Regions from separate parts of the Mus musculus genome. Here regions 1, 2 and 4 are each linked to region 3. A link is a contact called in public Hi-C and promoter capture Hi-C data. All regions are on one chromosome and are shown on one strand. The core of a region is the stretch at or near the end of the contact, and the rest is flanking DNA. Distances in the headings are between cores, read along the strand shown. Region 1 holds the start of Acmsd (amino carboxymuconate semialdehyde decarboxylase). Region 2 holds the start of R3hdm1 (R3H domain containing 1). Region 3 holds the start of Slc35f5 (solute carrier family 35, member F5). Region 4 holds the start of Ccnt2 (cyclin T2).

Region 1 (3,906 bases), core at 902-3,401, 2.2 Mb before region 3:
ATGAATTTGTGTGTGTGTGTGTGTCTGTCTGTCTGTCTGTTTTCCTAAAACTGTCAGGTTAGGGAGTGCAGTGTGATTTATACCTAATTTATTCAAAGTAGTGTTTATCAGAGGGCTCCTCCTAAGCTGTTGAAAACAGCATTGTAAGTAGAAGGACTCTGCCTGTGGCTTCCACAGAAGTCAGGCTCGGACATGCCTCTCATAAAATCAAGAGCATCATGAAGTGTTGTTTACACTTTTATAAGGTGTGACCAGGACAAGAAGTTCCCAAGCAGACAGGCCCCCAGAGTCTCTTTTTCCATTGGCTGTGATGGGGCAGTCTTTCAGAGACAGCTCAGCTCTATGACCACACTTCAATCTGTTACTTCTGCCTCCCCGCTCACTTACCAACGGACAAAGAAGGGCTTGAGATCAAAAGTGGGTTTTTTTTTTCCTTTGAGACAGGGTCTCATATAAACCATAAACTCTAGCATAATGGAGGATGACCTTAAACATCTGATCCTCCCACTTCCACTTCCTGTGCTGGGACAGCAGCCATGGACCCTTTATGCAGTGCTGGAGACTGAACCCAGGGCCTGGTGCATGCAGGCAAGTGCCCATCACCTAAGGTATACTCAAGCCTGAGGTTATCAGCATTTTCATACAAGATTTAACAGCGAAAAGAAAATCTGCTTGCACAACAAACCACTTTTTCATTCGTGTTTGAGTTCATTCATTTTTTTTCCCCACCTTAAATTAAGTAAATTACTAGTAATGTGAAAGTAGTCCAGAATATGACAGTCTGGGCAAAACCAGATATTGACCTAAATTAACTTCTAGATAGTTACAAGTTTTCTCCATGTTCCCCCTTCCTTTTTCAGTACCTCTCCCTCTTTCTCTTTCTCATTCTCTCCATCCCTCCCTTCCTCCCTCCCTGCCTCTTTCCTTCCCTTCCCTTCCAGTCTGGAATGCACTATGTTATTGTCTTCCTCAGCCTTCTGACACCAACTTTCAAAGTTTTTAAGGAGGTGGACTGAAGAGAGAATAGCGTGTGTGCTGCTCTTCCAGAGGACCTGAGCTCCCAGCATCCTGAAACTGCAGTTCAAGGGCACCCAATGTCTCTGGTCTCTGTGAGTACACAGTATGCTCTTGGTTTACAAATCTTTCTCTTTTTCTCTTTCCCTCTACACACACACACACACACACACACACACACACACACACACACACACACACACACACACAGAGAGAGAGAGAGAGAGAGAGAGAGAGAGCAATAAGTCTTTAAGGGAAGTTTCCATCCTTTGTAAAACACAGAAAATACTTTCCCCACCTCTCAGTGCTTCAGATGGAATCCAGGGCTTCCCGCATAACAGGCAAACATTATCATGAGCTATGCCCACAGGTCCAACCCACCTCGTTTCTTTTTACAGAGAGCACTCTTATAGACATCCATTGTACAAATATTTCATGTCACTTAGAAATCTAGGGATTTCTATGATACCTGCTTCCCAGGTTTCCCTAACAAGGGTTCACAGCTTAAAGATCAGACAGGAAAGGTTTCAGACAGAGTCCTGAAATAGACTGAAAAGACATTTCACAAAGCTATCTCCTGGCGCTTCTAGAACCTATTTTAAACCTTCTGGAAAAAGACCACGTTTTATTTTTTTAATGGTCTTTCAGTTGCAACCATGACTTTCGATCCTGTAGTTGGCAGGTGTCCTTCCAGCAGCTGAGCACACTATTTAAAAGTCAGCAAAGCTGCTTGACTTAAATCATCCAGGAATTTGAAAGGCTGTGTAATTTGAGGGGAGAAGAAGACCTCCGAGAAGGCCCTTATTTCTTTGACCCATTGTTCTGTTGAGATGAACATAAAAGTCATCTTTAAATAGTAGGAAATTAGAGCTACCAAGTAATTTAAGAATCATCCCCACCCCCCCAAGAATGAAGAAGGATTCCATACCATTCCATCTCCAATGAAGAGAGAAATCTATGAACAGAGGTGTGGTCCAGAAAGAATCCAGCACATTAGTTACCATTACCTTTTCTAGATCGGGCCATTCCTTTGGTAGAATATGAGTGTGGATGTCAATTTTCATCTCCACAGGACCAGAGGAGACACGTGTACATACAAAAAGGGAAATTCTGATATGGAGAGATCAGCGTGAAAATCAGAGTTCATTGACTCTTCTGCCCCTTTATGTCTACCTTCAGGTACCCGTCAGGAGGCCTGGCCAGCCCAGTTGGTTCATGTCAACTGCCCTATTAAAGTTCAAGATTCTGTTTGCCCACTTGGCTTTGGGCCAGCATTCTTTGGTAACTAGGACTCAGCACAATATTTTTTAAAAGAAAAAAAAAAAAAACTTCAACCAGAAAACAAGAATGTACTCAACTCCAGAGGTCAAAAGTACAGCATGCTGCCTTGATTCAATAGTTGCTCAGAACTTGACTAATTTGGAGATGGGGAGGTAGCTCAGTCGGCAGAAGGCTTGACTAACGTGAATGAAGTCCTGAGCTCCATTCACAGCACCACGTTAACCAGACATGGTGCACTGCCCCAGACTGGACTCAGTCGGTCCCTCAGCCCCCGGGGAATCAGGATTTTGGTATTCAGGTGGACAAGGAGTCAGCGGGGTGACAAACAGACACAAACACCAGAGATAGTGCTGTATCTGAATGTAATTTCTCAAAGTGAGCATTAGACTTATATTATAGAAGGAAACAAAGGCGTTAGGTGACACATCAGCCAAGGCACATTGAAGTTATCTGACACAAAACAGAGAAATGCATACATAAAGACTGGCAGGAACCAGGCAGTGTTTATAATTGAGATAAGATCAGCCCTATCTAAAGTCAGCTATTGACAGGAGCTAGTTGAGGATTTTACACCCTAGTCACAATTTATGCTATTCTTCTGAGCCTTGTGAAAGTTTGCACCTGGGGGGTTCTGCTCTTGATGACCTTTTCAATAATAATGAAATACTGTAGTTCCTCCTTAAACCACAACCCTCCTTCTCCCTAGGCCACTGTAAATTCTTGTATATGGTAGTAACTTGGCTTCTTTTTAAAGAGTCTGTAGGGAATCTCTATTTGTCAGAAGAACTCACCAACTTTCTTCTAATATGTAATGTAGTCTGCCATACCTGACTGTAATGAGGATTCTAAGTTTACTTTGCTAAGCTTGCCTTGAGATTTCCAGCTCCTATCTAGTAAAATACTGTAAGAAAGCATGCAAGACCCTCCACACTATCGCAGGGACAAATTTGGAGCATTCGTGCTATGGGGATGCCAAGGCTCCAGGAGACTAAGTTTCCGTGAAAAAACTTTTTTTTTTTTTTTGGTTTTTCGAGACAGGGTTTCTCTACATGTCTCAGGACTGCGTCCAAGCTTTTGGGCATGCCACACAGTCTCCACTGGAGTGGGTGTGGCAGTGCACACTAATAATTATGGTGCCTTGGAAACAATGGCAGGCAGATCAGAAGTTCAAGGTCACTTTTGGGTTCATAGCAAGTTCAAGGCTGGCCTGTACATGGGACCCTGCCTTCAGGGAAAAATATTGACTAATTTTGTGTTTTGATATTTAAAATCTATTAAGATGCATTCTATTAAAAAACAACTAGTGTGTATTTAGACATAAAATAATTCAGGGGAGTTTTAAAGAAAAATGATTTATCTCCAATTCATATCTTCTTATATTTGGTCTTATTACCCCAAAAGTAACTCACTTTACTGCCTTTTGGGTTTGTTTTCTGATCCAGTTAACTATTTCCAGGTCATTTATTTATTTATTTATTTATTTATTTATTTATTTATTTATTTGAGACAAGCTTTTTCTGTGTAAAAGCTCTGGCTGTTCTGGAACTCACTTTGTAGACTAGGTTGACCTTGAACTCACAGAGATCCACTTGCCTTTGCCTCTCAAGTGCT
Region 2 (4,242 bases), core at 357-2,856, 2.5 Mb before region 3:
AAATCTTAGAAATGGGGTGGTCTGTAGCCATGCCTATTATAGATTACAGGGTCCACTAAAGTCATATTCTCCTAGGCTGAAAAAGCAGAGTGGAATTTGAAAAGATGGGCACACTATCAAAATCTGATACAATTATAAGACAATCCCCTAAAATATAAAGACATAAAATCTGAAGAGAATGATATTTCTTCAGTTAAATGGGTAGCTACATGAACTCTACTGATTCAAGTATTATAAGGAAGGGGCTTCGAGGTTGATTTCATCTTTTTATGACTCGATGCTCTTGGAATCAATGACATTTAAATTTAAGAGGTTTCTTTAGCTGGGCGATGGGGGGCCACACCTTTGATCCCAGCTCTTGGGAGGCAGAGACAGGTGGATTCTGTGAGCTCAAGGCCAGCCTGGTCTACATTGTGAGTACCAGGACAGCCAGGGCTACACAGAGAGACCCTGTCCAGGGAAAAAATCTAAAATAAAGGGGAGTATGGTATGAGATTCTTTAACGTGACCCAGCCAAACTATAACCTTAGGAGTGGGATATGTGTGTTTGTGTGTATTCATTCATGCTAGAAATTCTATTTTTACCTCTTCAGAAATGCACCTTATTATTTAGTAAGCAGCACTGCTTTGGAAGATACCTCTTCACCTCTAACTAGTTTAGGGGACTTGCTCTCTCAGGACCCAATTCACAGAAGTCACAACAGCCAAACCCAATTTTGTTTCTCCTTAAAAGCAACTTCAGACAACAGTGACAATCTCTGGTACATAACCACAAGAAGAAAAAAAAAAAAACTTCTAATATACAGGGATGGAAAGGGGGGAGGGGGATTTACATCATAACGTCCCCCGTAGGTTCGTCCATCAACGACCAAGGCTCTGACAGTCATTCAACTTTCTTGCTAATTTCCCCACTGTGTTTTTTCTAGCAGTACGGGCAGTACGGGCACGACGTGCTGTTTCCCTTTTGGTGTGTGTGACAATTCCCCGGAGCGGGGGTATCAGCCCCGGGCATCTGGTCCAGGCCCCGGAGAACAGTTCCGCGAACGGTCCCTGCTCCAGCCTGGCCTGACTATGTTGCTTTTCCCCTCCGTCCTCCCCGGATCTCCAGGGCTCGCAAGAGCAGCAGCTGCAGCAGGGACGCTCGGGAACCTGTCCCCAGCTCCCCCGCTAGGCCTCAAGGGGTTGGCGCTGCACATGGCCCCCAGCGAAGCGGCGGGCACCGCGCGGTGGAGGCGACTAGAGGGCTCGCCTCAGAACCCGACGGCCCCTGGCGGGCCGGAGGAGAGGGGAGGGACGCCGTCTCCTCAGCGCTTAGCTCCCCGGCTGCCTCACTCTCCCGCTCCGTTAGCGCTACCGGTTGGCGGGCGGGGGAGGGGAGCGAGCGCGTTATTCCCGGGGCGCCGCGGGGGAGGGGACAGCATCTCTTACCCGCGTTACTGAGAAGGAGCAGGAGGAGGTGGCGGGAGCGCGGCACAGCGGGGCGACGGCGGGGCCGGCTGGTTGCAAGGTAGAGTCTCACGGAAGGGAATTAACCCCATCACCAGCCCGGACACCGGCTCCAGCGGCAGCCGCGGCGGCAGAATCCCGCCCCTTCCCACCACGCACTGGCCCCGCCTCTCCGTCGCGTTGACGGAAAGCAGCCTACCTCATACGCTAGGTCAACATTAAGTGACATACAAATTATCCAATCAGCGTTTGAAAACCACTTTCGCTCCACCCCCATTATCACTGCGGGACAGCGGGAGAACGGGACTAAGTCTATCTCCACCCACAAAAGAAAAAGAACCAATCCCGGGCAAGTTGTCGTCCCTGAACGACGTAAGAGTCAACCAATGATAAAGCTAGGAGGACAGCCATTTTGCCCACTTGTGAAAGAGCCACCTTTCCCACGAGTAGAATCCTGAGGTGGGCGAGTTCCGGGCGATTTTAATCACTGGAGATGTGGTAGACAACTCTCTTTCTTCAGGGAATGATTATAGAGCTTTTTAAGGATGAAAGGACAATTTTGTCGTTCATGTGGGAAGATGAGAGGAAGGCTTTAAGGATGTGGCTCCGCCCCTTAGCGGTAACGGGTTCCAGGCTGAACACCTGGTTCCTCCAGTCTTAGTGGTGGAGGCAGGGCTTCTGAGCACTTTGGCTCCTGCGACTACAGTTCCCAAGATGCTTTGAGACCCTGTTTTCCTCATTTTGCTTCCGGTAGTGTTTCATGGGAATTGTAGTTCTTGAGAGGTTACGGTGTAACCTCCTTGTCTAGATGAGTAAGAGGAAATTTTTGAATAATTTGGAGTTGAGAATGAAGTCGCAAGGTTCTAGTCAGGTCTTTTCGCATCGCTAAAGGAAGGAGAATATAACAGGGTTGGGAATTTTCTCAACACATTACAATGTTTTAGAGTGCTGGTATTTGAACTCTTCCAAGTCTAGGTCATCCGTTTAACGTCACTTCCGCTTAGTTGAAGACGCTTGCAAAAAGTTTGGCGGGAGTTGAAGATTATGAAGCTAGTGCTGCATTTTGGCGGACTGTATAGGGCAAGAGATGGGAAATTGACTGCACTTTAATTGCGCTATAAGAAAATAGTGGGTAACAGTCGGGCGTGGTGGCTGATGCCTGTAACAGCTGGAAGCTGAAAGGTCGCCGCGAGTTCATAGCCTGGGCTACAGAGTGAGTTTTAAAACAGCTGGGACTACAGAATTCACCTTGTCTAAAATAACCCCCCCCCCCGCACTGCCCCCTCCCCCTAAAAAAACCCATCCAGAAATATGAAATGGCATGGGTGTAATTCTCGAGCCTGTAATGTAATTTTCTACTTTGCTACTTAGTCTTGCAGAGCCAGTGTTTATCAGATCTGTTCACTCTTGAGTTTGTAGAGGATGCTTTAATTTGCCTTTAGCTACTGTCTGTGAAGCAGCATAGGTTCATGTCCTGGAAGGTATTGGAAATTCTGAACTAATTCCTCCCATTTATACAAATAGTCCCCAGAAGTCAGAAGTTGCCTTTGAACAGGATCTTAAAAAAAAAAAAGTCTCCTCCATCATTTTTATGGAGACTTTGTCTTACTACTTTTCTCATAAATATTTATTGAGCACTTACACTAGTGGTAAATATACTAGGCTTAAAGGATTGAAGAGTGCACAGAAAGGTAAGTTTTGTTTAAAACGAGTTAGAAAGATTAAGCAAAATTTATGTTACTTGGTCTTTTTAATATCTCCAAATTTAGCATCTTCATAGTTATGTTTTGTGTGTTGATTTGGTTTCCTCTTTGCTTTCTACTTTTAGATTTAAAAACCATTCCTTTCTATTTTCATTATTTTTATTGAAGTATTAAGTCTGTGTCCAGAACTGTTAAGAGGTGTTTTATATACTATGTGGATGAGAGTCCTAACTAGTGCAATCCCAGAGACAGAAATATATCTGCAACTTCCAAGCAGACAAAACACTCTTACTTTTTTAAAGAAAATAAATGTTTTTGCTTTTCAATATAATACTTTCACGTGTGTGTGTGCAAGTGTGTGTGTGTGCTATATGAATATTAAACAGAAGGCATCATCCCCATCTAGGAGTTAGAGTTTCAAGTGATAACTTAGCATTGTCCATAAATGCTTAGTTGGGATTTTTTTCATAAGTCCTTCCAGAGTAGAAGTCAATATGTAGTAATAATGACAATCATATTACTGAATATTTAATCTGAGCCCCAAAAGGGCTAAGGGTGTTTAGTATGTCTTTTATTTTTTTGAGTGCTGGAGACAAACCGAGAGCCTTGCATTTGCTGGATAATGTGCTTTGTCACTGTGTTCCAGCCTCACTTTCAACTCTAAACCATTGCTTCTCAAATGTTTAGGAATCTCAAAAAGTTCAGCCTTCCCCTGCCACCGGGATGCTGGGATTAAAGGCTGTCACCACCATGCCTAGCAAAAAGGTGTTACTTTTTGTTCTGTTTTGTTTTTTTCTTAAAGGTTTATTTATTTTATGTGTCTGAGTGCGTGCATGTATGTGCACCATGTACATGCCTATAAGAAGTCATTGGATCTCCTGAAACAGAAGTTCCAAATGGTTGTGAGCCACCTTCTAGGTGCTACAAATCTAACCTGAGTCCTCCGCAAAAGCAGCAAGTGAACCACTGGCCCATTATTCTTGGCCCTCTGCAGAATGACCTGTTAGGTTTTTTTACAGTCCAGTCTTTATCCCCATCCTGTTCCGCCCCCTGACTGTTCCTCATCCTATAGTTCCCTCCACCCCCAATCTCC
Region 3 (3,894 bases), core at 1,048-3,547:
TGAAAAATCTGATGACTTATGTTTATTTTCCAAAAATACCCTCTTTTTCAAATTTATTCTTATGTATCAAGAATCTACTAAGCTATATACCCAGACCCTTACTTTCTACTGTCCCTCAATGTTTGTTCCCTAAAAAACAGTATTTATGAAGAAATAAATTCAATTTTGACTAACACAAAACCACCTTTTATGTAATTAAAAAAAAATCTTCTGAGATATGTTTCCTACAAATGTGAGAAAGCTGTAGGTAGGACTGTAGAAATGGCTCCATGATTCAAAGAGCTTAGTATTCCTTCAGAGTTTAGTCCCCAGTACCCACGTTACAGGACTAACAATTATCTAAGTTCCAAGGACTCAGATGCCCCCTTCTGGCCTCCACAGGCACGTGTGCACACATGTGCATATATAGACACACATACACACAAAGTTTTTGTACCTTCAGAAAACAACAAAGAGCATCCTGTCAATTTTTACTTTAAATGACACTAATTCAGTACCAAAGAAAAACAAAGAATTCAACAATATTTAAAATACTGATGTTAGAAGCATGAAAATACTATAGCTTGACACTATATGTTATCCTACATCATTAGCAAAATCCTCTAGGTCCATGTTAATTCTATCACAGTGCAACATCATTGGTGGAGAAATACATACCGAGGTGAGTTCTGAGGATGCCACCCATATCACATCAACCAGCAGGAGAATCACTATCCCCAGGGCCATTCGCCTGCGCTGACTGAAACCACTGCTCTGGGAATTCACACGGTTCATGATAAACACATAAACCATTTGCAGTCTGTTAGTTTAGAAAACAGAGATCTCATTAGAGCCTCTTTGAGAAGAACCACATAAAAATTAGAAATCCAGCCCAAGGAAACAAGAGACATTTGCTAGTAGTCTCTGCTTTTTACTGATAACATGAGAATTTACCTTGTTGCAAGGGCTTCTCTGAGATCCTCAAATGCAATGCCTGCAAAGCGGGCAGAGCCCAGTCCAAATGGAGGTAAAGAACTCAGCCCACCTAAAACAGCACCACAGAAATAACGCTTAGGGAAAGTTCAAGTGTAAAATCACATCTTTTCCACTCTTCACCTTCAAGGACTATCAAAATGTATGCAACAGAAGCCACCCTGGGGACATGTAGCTTAGTAGTGCAATGCTTGCCTAGCATGCATGAGTTCTTGGGTTGCATCCCAAACACTTCCCAAACTGGGCACAGTGGCACGTGTCTATAATCCTAGCACTTGGAAAGTGTGGGGTGTGGGGGGAGGGGAAACCAGAGAATCAGAAGATCAAAGTCAGTCAGAATACATACTGAGTTCAAGGCCAGCATGGGCCATATGAGACTGTGTCACAAAATAATAACAACAGCAAAACAAATACAAACAAGAAATCCCATGCTAGCGGTGTCGCTCAGCTAGTAGAGTGCGGAACCAGGCCATAAGCCTGGTGTGCTGGTGCATGCCTGTAAGGCAGAAGACAGAAGTTCAAGGTTACCCTTGGCTACAAAGTGATTTTTGAGACCAGTCTCGGATACCTAAGACCTGTCCCCGACCTGACACCTCCCAGCCCCCCAAAAATAAAAGGTTATACTCAAAGAGGTCCTGGGTACCAGGCGGGTAAAAAAAACGAGAGAGAGAGAAGAAGATTCCACATATGGCACATTGAAGAGTGCTGTAAACGGATCCTCGAAGTCTCATAAACAGAACTCTCTAGATTCTCCCTTCAGGACATCCGCCCCTGGCAGTCTAGACACGCGTGTCCTTACCCCCCCATCTCCAGGGGATTCAGCTCGCTGACAGGAAGTGATGTGCGAGGGTCCACTCCCCTCACGTGAGAACCAGGATCATCCTCGCTCCCCACCCGCCCAGTCACGACAGAAAACAGCTGGCACAGGGAAGCCGCCCCTTGGCGAGGGAAAGACATGAGGAAAACCCAGCCTCTTGCCTCGTGAGGGGCGTGAGAACTCTGACCCGTCCTCCCTGGCCGCGGACGCCGGCCCACCGCCTACCTGGCCTTCCTGCCCCTCGATGGAGTCGTGGCGGCACCATGAGCGGCCCCGGCTCGGCCCGCCGCCCAGAGCCGCCGCCTCACACCGCACGCACAGACCCCAGCATCGTGCCCCACAGCAAGCCCAACTTAAGAAGCTGCGCTGCCCCTCGGCTCAAGGCCGCGGCTGTCACAGCACTCGGCCCCGACGGAGGGGAGTGACCCAGGCCACCGGACGGCGCTGGCAGCGAGAGTCCTGGAGGCCCGGATTGCGGCCGCGGCCCAGGCCCCGCCCCCGGCCGGTCAGCCAGCCAGGCCACGCCCACTGCTGGCCAAACAAGCCCATCCCACGGCTGGCCAACCGGCAGGCCCCGCCTCCTGCCCGTCAGCCAGTCAGACTCCACCCCCGACCTATTGACCACCTAGAGCTGCCCTTTGAGCAATTAGCTAGGCGAGATCCCAGTCAAGCTCCGCCCCTGGGTAGCGAACCTGGCAGCGCATCCCGGTAGACAGGAACCGCTCCGGGTACCCTGGACCCCATCCTGGAGACTCTAGGCCCCCAGCTTGTCCACCAACTAGGTGACATCCTCCCCATCACTCAGTGAGTCAACCGGTCAAGCTCAGCTCTCAGTTCGTCCACCCGGCGTCCATTCTGCCTCCTCCCCCAGTTGACAATCCATACCCTAGGCCTGGGTGGTCTGCCCAGAGCCCCGCCCCCCAGACAGCCCGGCAGTCCCCGCCCCTGTCCAGTCAGCTTCAGCGGCCCCGCCCCCTAGCCCAAAGACTGCGGGCGCGCAGGTTACGTCACGCCGGACGCGACTTCGGACCGGGGGAGGGCACGTTTCCTGGTTCTTGTTGCCGTAGTGTGGACGCCAGCCTTGAACAGGCTTGTGGCTTGGAGTCGTGACAGTGGCGCGAAGGAACAGAGAAGGGAAGAGAACAGAGCGGAGAGGGCGGGGATGTCTAGAAGAGGGAGAACCCAGCCCTGGCAAGGCTGCCAGACTTCCCCACTGCCCCGCCCTGAAGCGAAAGCTGACTGCACCATTTCTTCCAGTGTTTAAGCAAGCATTTTCCAGTAGCCCTTTCTAAAATCAGGCAGTGTAGCTTGGCGCCCCGTTGGATTCCTAGATCGTTTTTGTCCGTAAACTAGAGCTTCATTCTTGCAGTTAGAAGTTGTAGACCAGGTTATTCATCTCCCTGGCCCTCACTTTTTTTATGGGAAGAAAAAAACAAAAACAAAGCCATAAAACCATGTGAGTGCCTCGGCTGTATGTTTACACCCAGTATACATACATTCTCAAACAAATCAGTTCAGCCTGTGACACATAAGACCTCCACAGATGCTAACCATGGGTTTTTGTTTTATGGGTATTGAAGCTCCCATAAAATTGAAAAATTGGCCAGGATCCTGATTTATATTTAGATTAACACGAGACTTAAGGCTTCTGTAGCCACAATTGCATTGTTAGCATTTTTATCAAATGAGGCAAGGAAATATTTTTTTCTCATGTAGTCACTGTGTTTCATCCTTCTCTTTTAACTTTGTCTACAAAGTCTTATGACTAAAATTAAGATGGACATTTTGTGATCTGGTCGGATTCTAAAAAACTCCTGGCATCAAACACTTCTAGTCACTGAGAAACCCACTGCTGGAACAGGAGAGATAACTTAGTGGACAAAAGTCCTTGCTGTGCAAGCATGAGGTCCTGAGTTTAGATCCCTAGCGCCCATGTAAAAAGCTGGGCTTGGTCATGTGCACATTTGCAACCCCAGCACGATGAGAGGCAGAGATGGAAGGATCTGTCTTGCTACTTGCCAGACACTTCCGGTTCAGTAAGGAGTAAGGAGAGTGACAGAGCAGGATACCTAATGGTCTCTGGCCTCTGTCTGTACACTCCTGCA
Region 4 (3,964 bases), core at 222-2,721, 2.2 Mb before region 3:
GCAAATTTTACATGAGCAAAACACTATCGCTTTTTGAGTTAAGAAACATTTTGTTTGTTTCTCCGCCAGGCTTGGTGGCACATTACTTAATCCCAAGCACTGGGGAGTCAGAGGTAGTAGATATCTCTTTTGAGTTCAAGGCCAGCCTGGTCTACATATTTAGGTCCAGGACAGCCAGACTTACAAGTGAGACCCTGTCTCAAAACAAAACAACACCCCCCTCCCCAACAAATCCAACAACAAAAGGCTAACACTGTGCTTTACAGCTTAATTAATAAAATTCTCTCTCACACACACTCCTCTGCACGAGGCAAAACGTTTATTGCATAACTCACATTTATAGTAAACGTAGAACGCTCAATTTATAAGTAAAAACAACGATCAACTAACTTGTTTTCGCATTATCTACTCATTTTAACATTCGGCGTCTAAAACAATAAAACAGTACTTACATTTCTGTTGAATTTGGTGAAGGAATGGTGCATATAAAACCTGTGCATATAAACAATCGCAGTGTTTATTGTAAGCTGAGAGCTGGGATGCAACGTTTAGAAAATAATCTAAGCAAAATGTTTCCAAAAACTAAATCAATTTGAATGGAAAAATCCCCTTTCCATTTACTCAAATCCAATCCTCAACCTGAAAGTATGCAGAAAGTCTGCGGGGAGAAGAGAAATCAGTCTGGATGCCAAATTATTCTAATACGCTACGTAGGGAGAGCCCAGGAATTATTTGCAATTAGGTTACAGCTTAGTACAGTAGAAATAAAGTAGTCGAAAGGCGCGCGCCACACACCCAAAGAACATGAAACATCTACGTGCGTTCCCCCGGCGCAACAGAGCCGCCCTGGAGCCGGCACGGAAGCCTCGGAAAACACTTTCCGTGGAACATCTGCGACCTCTCTACGTCTCAAGGCCTTTTCTGACTTCCGAAAGTGGAAGGGGCCGCCCCTTGGCTTTGCTCATCCCGGATTCCTCCTCTCTCGCCAGGGAAGCACTGCTATTCCCTCCCGCATCACGCGCTCCCAAACACAGGTTATACAACGCGGGCTCCCGGCCCGCCTTCCCCGGCACATCTCCTCTTTCTCCGGCTCGCCACGGCAGCTCGGGCCCTAGCTTTCTCTGTGTCTTTCCCGAGATCAAAAGACGGCAAAGGGAGCGGCGCCATGTTCCCGGGACACTAGGCCCGGTCACCCGGCGAGCGCGACCAGGGCGTGTGGGACGCAGGGCCGCAACTAGAAAAAGGATACACATTGAGACGTTGCCCCATGTCCTGGATGAGGTTGGCCGCCTGCTGGCGATGCGACAGCTCTTCATCCGCTTCCACTCCGCAGCGGCGGCTCGGCGTGTTCTCCAGCTGTTCCCGAGTAAAGAACCAGCGAGAAGAAGCTCCACGGCCCGACGCCATGACACTTCCTCCTCCGCCCGCGCCCTGAGCCCGCCCCCTCCCCGCCTGCCTCCGGGACTCCGCGCCAATGTGTCGAGGCCCCGCCCCAATGTGCTCTCCGTAGGGTGGGCCACGCCTTTTCCGGGCCTGCTGCTACCCACGCGCACGCGCAGGGACCCGCCCTGCCGGCTCGCGCTGGTCTTTTGCTTTCTCTTTCCGGCCTCCCTCCCCTTTCTCTCTCTCGGACCCGCGGGACCACAATGCTCTGCGCCTCTTGTCATTGGGAGACGCCGTAAAGTGGGGGTCACTCGGAAAGAAAAGGTCGACGCGGTGCATGCTGGATCTGGGAGGGGCTAAGGGGAAGGGGCGGGGCGAACAGGGAAGAGGTCCTGAGGCTGCCTAATAGGGCTTGGACGTTAGCTTTCAACTAAACGGTTTATTTTGTGGTCTGTGAGTTTGCGGGTGCGTTAAAGTCAGAAAAGGCTTTTCTAGTCTCGGCTTCGTGCTGTAGCTTCCATTTTCTTACATGTTGGTGGGTGTATTTTCTTAGCTTTGTTGACTCCTGTGTCCACGAATGGCTACCCTCCGGAGGAGTTAGCTAGGAAAGAACGCTAATTCTAGCAGTGAACTAACAGTGTCTTCTGGGTTTTTTGGTTTTGTTTTTTAAATCGCTAGTAGATGTTGGGGAGCATGCGCCTTTAAAACGTTACTTTAAACCTAAAGCCACTCAAGGGGTATGGGTTGTTTTAAAACGATGTGCCATGTGTCCCAGACTGGCTTTGTGTTCACTCTTGTAGCCAAGAATGACCTTGGATTTACTGTCCTCTTGCTTCCCCCTCGGAAGTGCTGGGATTACAAGGCCAGTGGCATCACTCTGCAGATATCTTTCTTATTAAGTTACCTGTCAAACAATATGAAGTTAATAATTGGAGGTCATGACTCTCTAGGCCTTCCATCCAGATGGGGTGTATGGTTTTGAAGGTCTGTGTGGTTTCTGCGGGTTGAGATTGGGGGATGGTTGGGGAGAAGCAGAACGCTGTAACTCAGGTTGTCCAGAAACAAAGTGCAGGGATTATAGGCTGGTGTGCCGCATCTTGGTTGAAGTGCTGGAGCAGAGGGCCTTAGGCATACTAGGCCAACAGTCTAACAAATGAGTGCAAGAGAAGCTAAGAAAAAAATTGTTTAGGATTTTATAAAGTAAGGTCTCTTATAACTGATGATTTATTTCCATCTTTTTGTAAGGAAGCACCACTCATTTGTTTACATGTTATCTGCCTCTGAGTTAATGCCTATTGTATATGACCAAATTACACTTTAGTTTTTAAGTATTTTCTGAAGACTGCAGTCAGTTATCGAAAACTGGCTTTTAAAAAGCCAACGAGGGCTGTTGAAATGGCCGACCAGCTAAAGGCAACGCTGCCAAGCCGGACAACTTGAGTTCACTCCCCACCTATATGGTAGAGGGAAAGACCCAAATGCTACAAATTGTCCTCTAACCTTCACACGTGCTCAGTGGCACACATGCGTGTGCACACTCATGCACAATAAACAGCTGTAAAGAAAATGACCCTATCTAAAAATTCCTTAAAATGAAAATAAATAAAAGGGCTAGTGTGTTTGTGATTAAAACTTGAGGCTTTCATTTGTCAGGATTTGGGGGTTCCTGCCTCAGCCTACTGCCTGCTCTATTGTGCTATGCTAGTGTTTTGATTATTGTAGGTGGTTATTGTGAACAGCCACCTAAATAATACCTTGTTATAGATATAACAAGATCTCTCATCTTGTTACCTAGATGTTCCTAGATTGATTTAAAGTAACATTCTATAAGTGCCTTTCTACAACACTCAGTCCTAATGATAAAAAAGAGAAAAGTAGAAATGGAGGAGAGCTTTTCAACTTTATAACATCTACAGAAGACAACAGCCAGCATGGCACTTGATGTTAAGGTGGCTTCCATATAAGATTAAGGACAAGGCAAGTCTGTGCCCTCTCTGTTGACTCCTTTCAATATTGTACGAAGTGTCTTATATAATACAATACAAAAGAAACACACAGTAAGCAGATCTGTCCTTTCTGTTTTCTTCAGTTGTGCATGTTGCGGCAGGGCACATGTTGCTGCGGGCATGCCAAAGCACATATGTACAGGTTGGAAGTTGACTTGAGGACTCTTCTCACCTACCACGTGGACCATGGGGATTGAACTAAGATCATCAGTCTTGGTGGCAGTCACTTTTATCCACTGAGCATTGAAGCTTCACTCCTTCTTTACATTTTAAACACGTCTTCATTGTATGCTTGAGTGCCTGCATGTATGAATGTGCACTACATGTAAGCATGGTGCCCACAGTGGTGCCAGATTTCCTGCGGCCTGAGTCCTGAGCTGCTACATAATGGGTGCTGGGGTCTAAACCTTGGGTCCTCCGAAAGAGCTGAAAATGCTTGGAGCTTTTGAGCCACATCTTTCCAGCCCCAGCTTGCATTCCTTTTTGATACAACTGACCTTGGCTTTCCGTAGCACTTCTATAATTGGCTTCACATGATCTTGTCACTGTACCCTAAGACTCTCTACCTTCTCATG

What was found. Promoter capture Hi-C pulls out the DNA fragments that hold promoters and counts their contacts. Hi-C and Micro-C count contacts between places; a contact is called where the count stands out from the background.
Region 1: a contact with region 3 is called in a promoter capture Hi-C map of liver, with 4 times the contacts expected there. The contact joins the promoter of Acmsd here to the promoter of Slc35f5 in region 3. A contact is called at or near these places in 2 of 39 promoter capture datasets (hippocampal neurons and liver) and 1 of 115 datasets of contacts at active chromatin or transcription factors (astrocytes).
Region 2: a contact with region 3 is called in a Hi-C map of uterus, with 5 times the contacts expected there. The contact joins the promoter of R3hdm1 here to the promoter of Slc35f5 in region 3. A contact is called at or near these places in 3 of 39 promoter capture datasets (cranial neural crest, liver and pre-B cells), 1 of 484 Hi-C or Micro-C datasets (uterus) and 2 of 115 datasets of contacts at active chromatin or transcription factors (astrocytes and cardiomyocytes).
Region 4: a Hi-C map of muscle stem cells shows a contact between it and region 3, with 6 times the contacts expected there. The contact joins the promoter of Ccnt2 here to the promoter of Slc35f5 in region 3. A contact is called at or near these places in 4 of 39 promoter capture datasets (cranial neural crest, liver and pre-B cells), 6 of 484 Hi-C or Micro-C datasets (the G1E-ER4 cell line, LSK cells, cardiomyocytes and 3 more), 2 of 115 datasets of contacts at active chromatin or transcription factors (astrocytes and neural progenitor cells) and 2 of 9 other capture datasets (adipose tissue and liver).

The regions. Positions count from the first base shown.
Region 1 is chr1:127,727,658-127,731,563 of GRCm38.p6, reverse strand. It overlaps Acmsd (amino carboxymuconate semialdehyde decarboxylase), which reads right to left and starts at 2,151. Exons shown (of 10, transcript NM_001033041.2): 1 at 2,022-2,151. The coding sequence starts at 2,078. Gm35993 (predicted gene, 35993) reads left to right here. Exons shown (of 4, transcript NR_168316.1): 3 at 974-1,109; 4 at 2,087-2,270.
Region 2 is chr1:128,100,670-128,104,911 of GRCm38.p6, reverse strand. It overlaps R3hdm1 (R3H domain containing 1), which reads right to left and starts at 1,606. Exons shown (of 27, transcript NM_181750.2): 1 at 1,429-1,606. Zranb3 (zinc finger, RAN-binding domain containing 3) reads left to right here and starts at 2,441. Exons shown (of 21, transcript NM_027678.3): 1 at 2,441-2,659. It also overlaps the pseudogene Gm29383.
Region 3 is chr1:125,559,405-125,563,298 of GRCm38.p6, reverse strand. Slc35f5 (solute carrier family 35, member F5) reads right to left here and starts at 2,297. Exons shown (of 16, transcript NM_028787.5): 1 at 2,015-2,297; 2 at 934-1,024; 3 at 658-799. The coding sequence starts at 2,054.
Region 4 is chr1:127,771,671-127,775,634 of GRCm38.p6, reverse strand. Ccnt2 (cyclin T2) reads right to left here and starts at 1,471. Exons shown (of 9, transcript NM_028399.1): 1 at 1,250-1,471; 2 at 453-534. The coding sequence starts at 1,407. It overlaps 2900009J06Rik (RIKEN cDNA 2900009J06 gene), which reads left to right and starts at 1,581. Exons shown (of 2, transcript NR_045298.1): 1 at 1,581-1,707.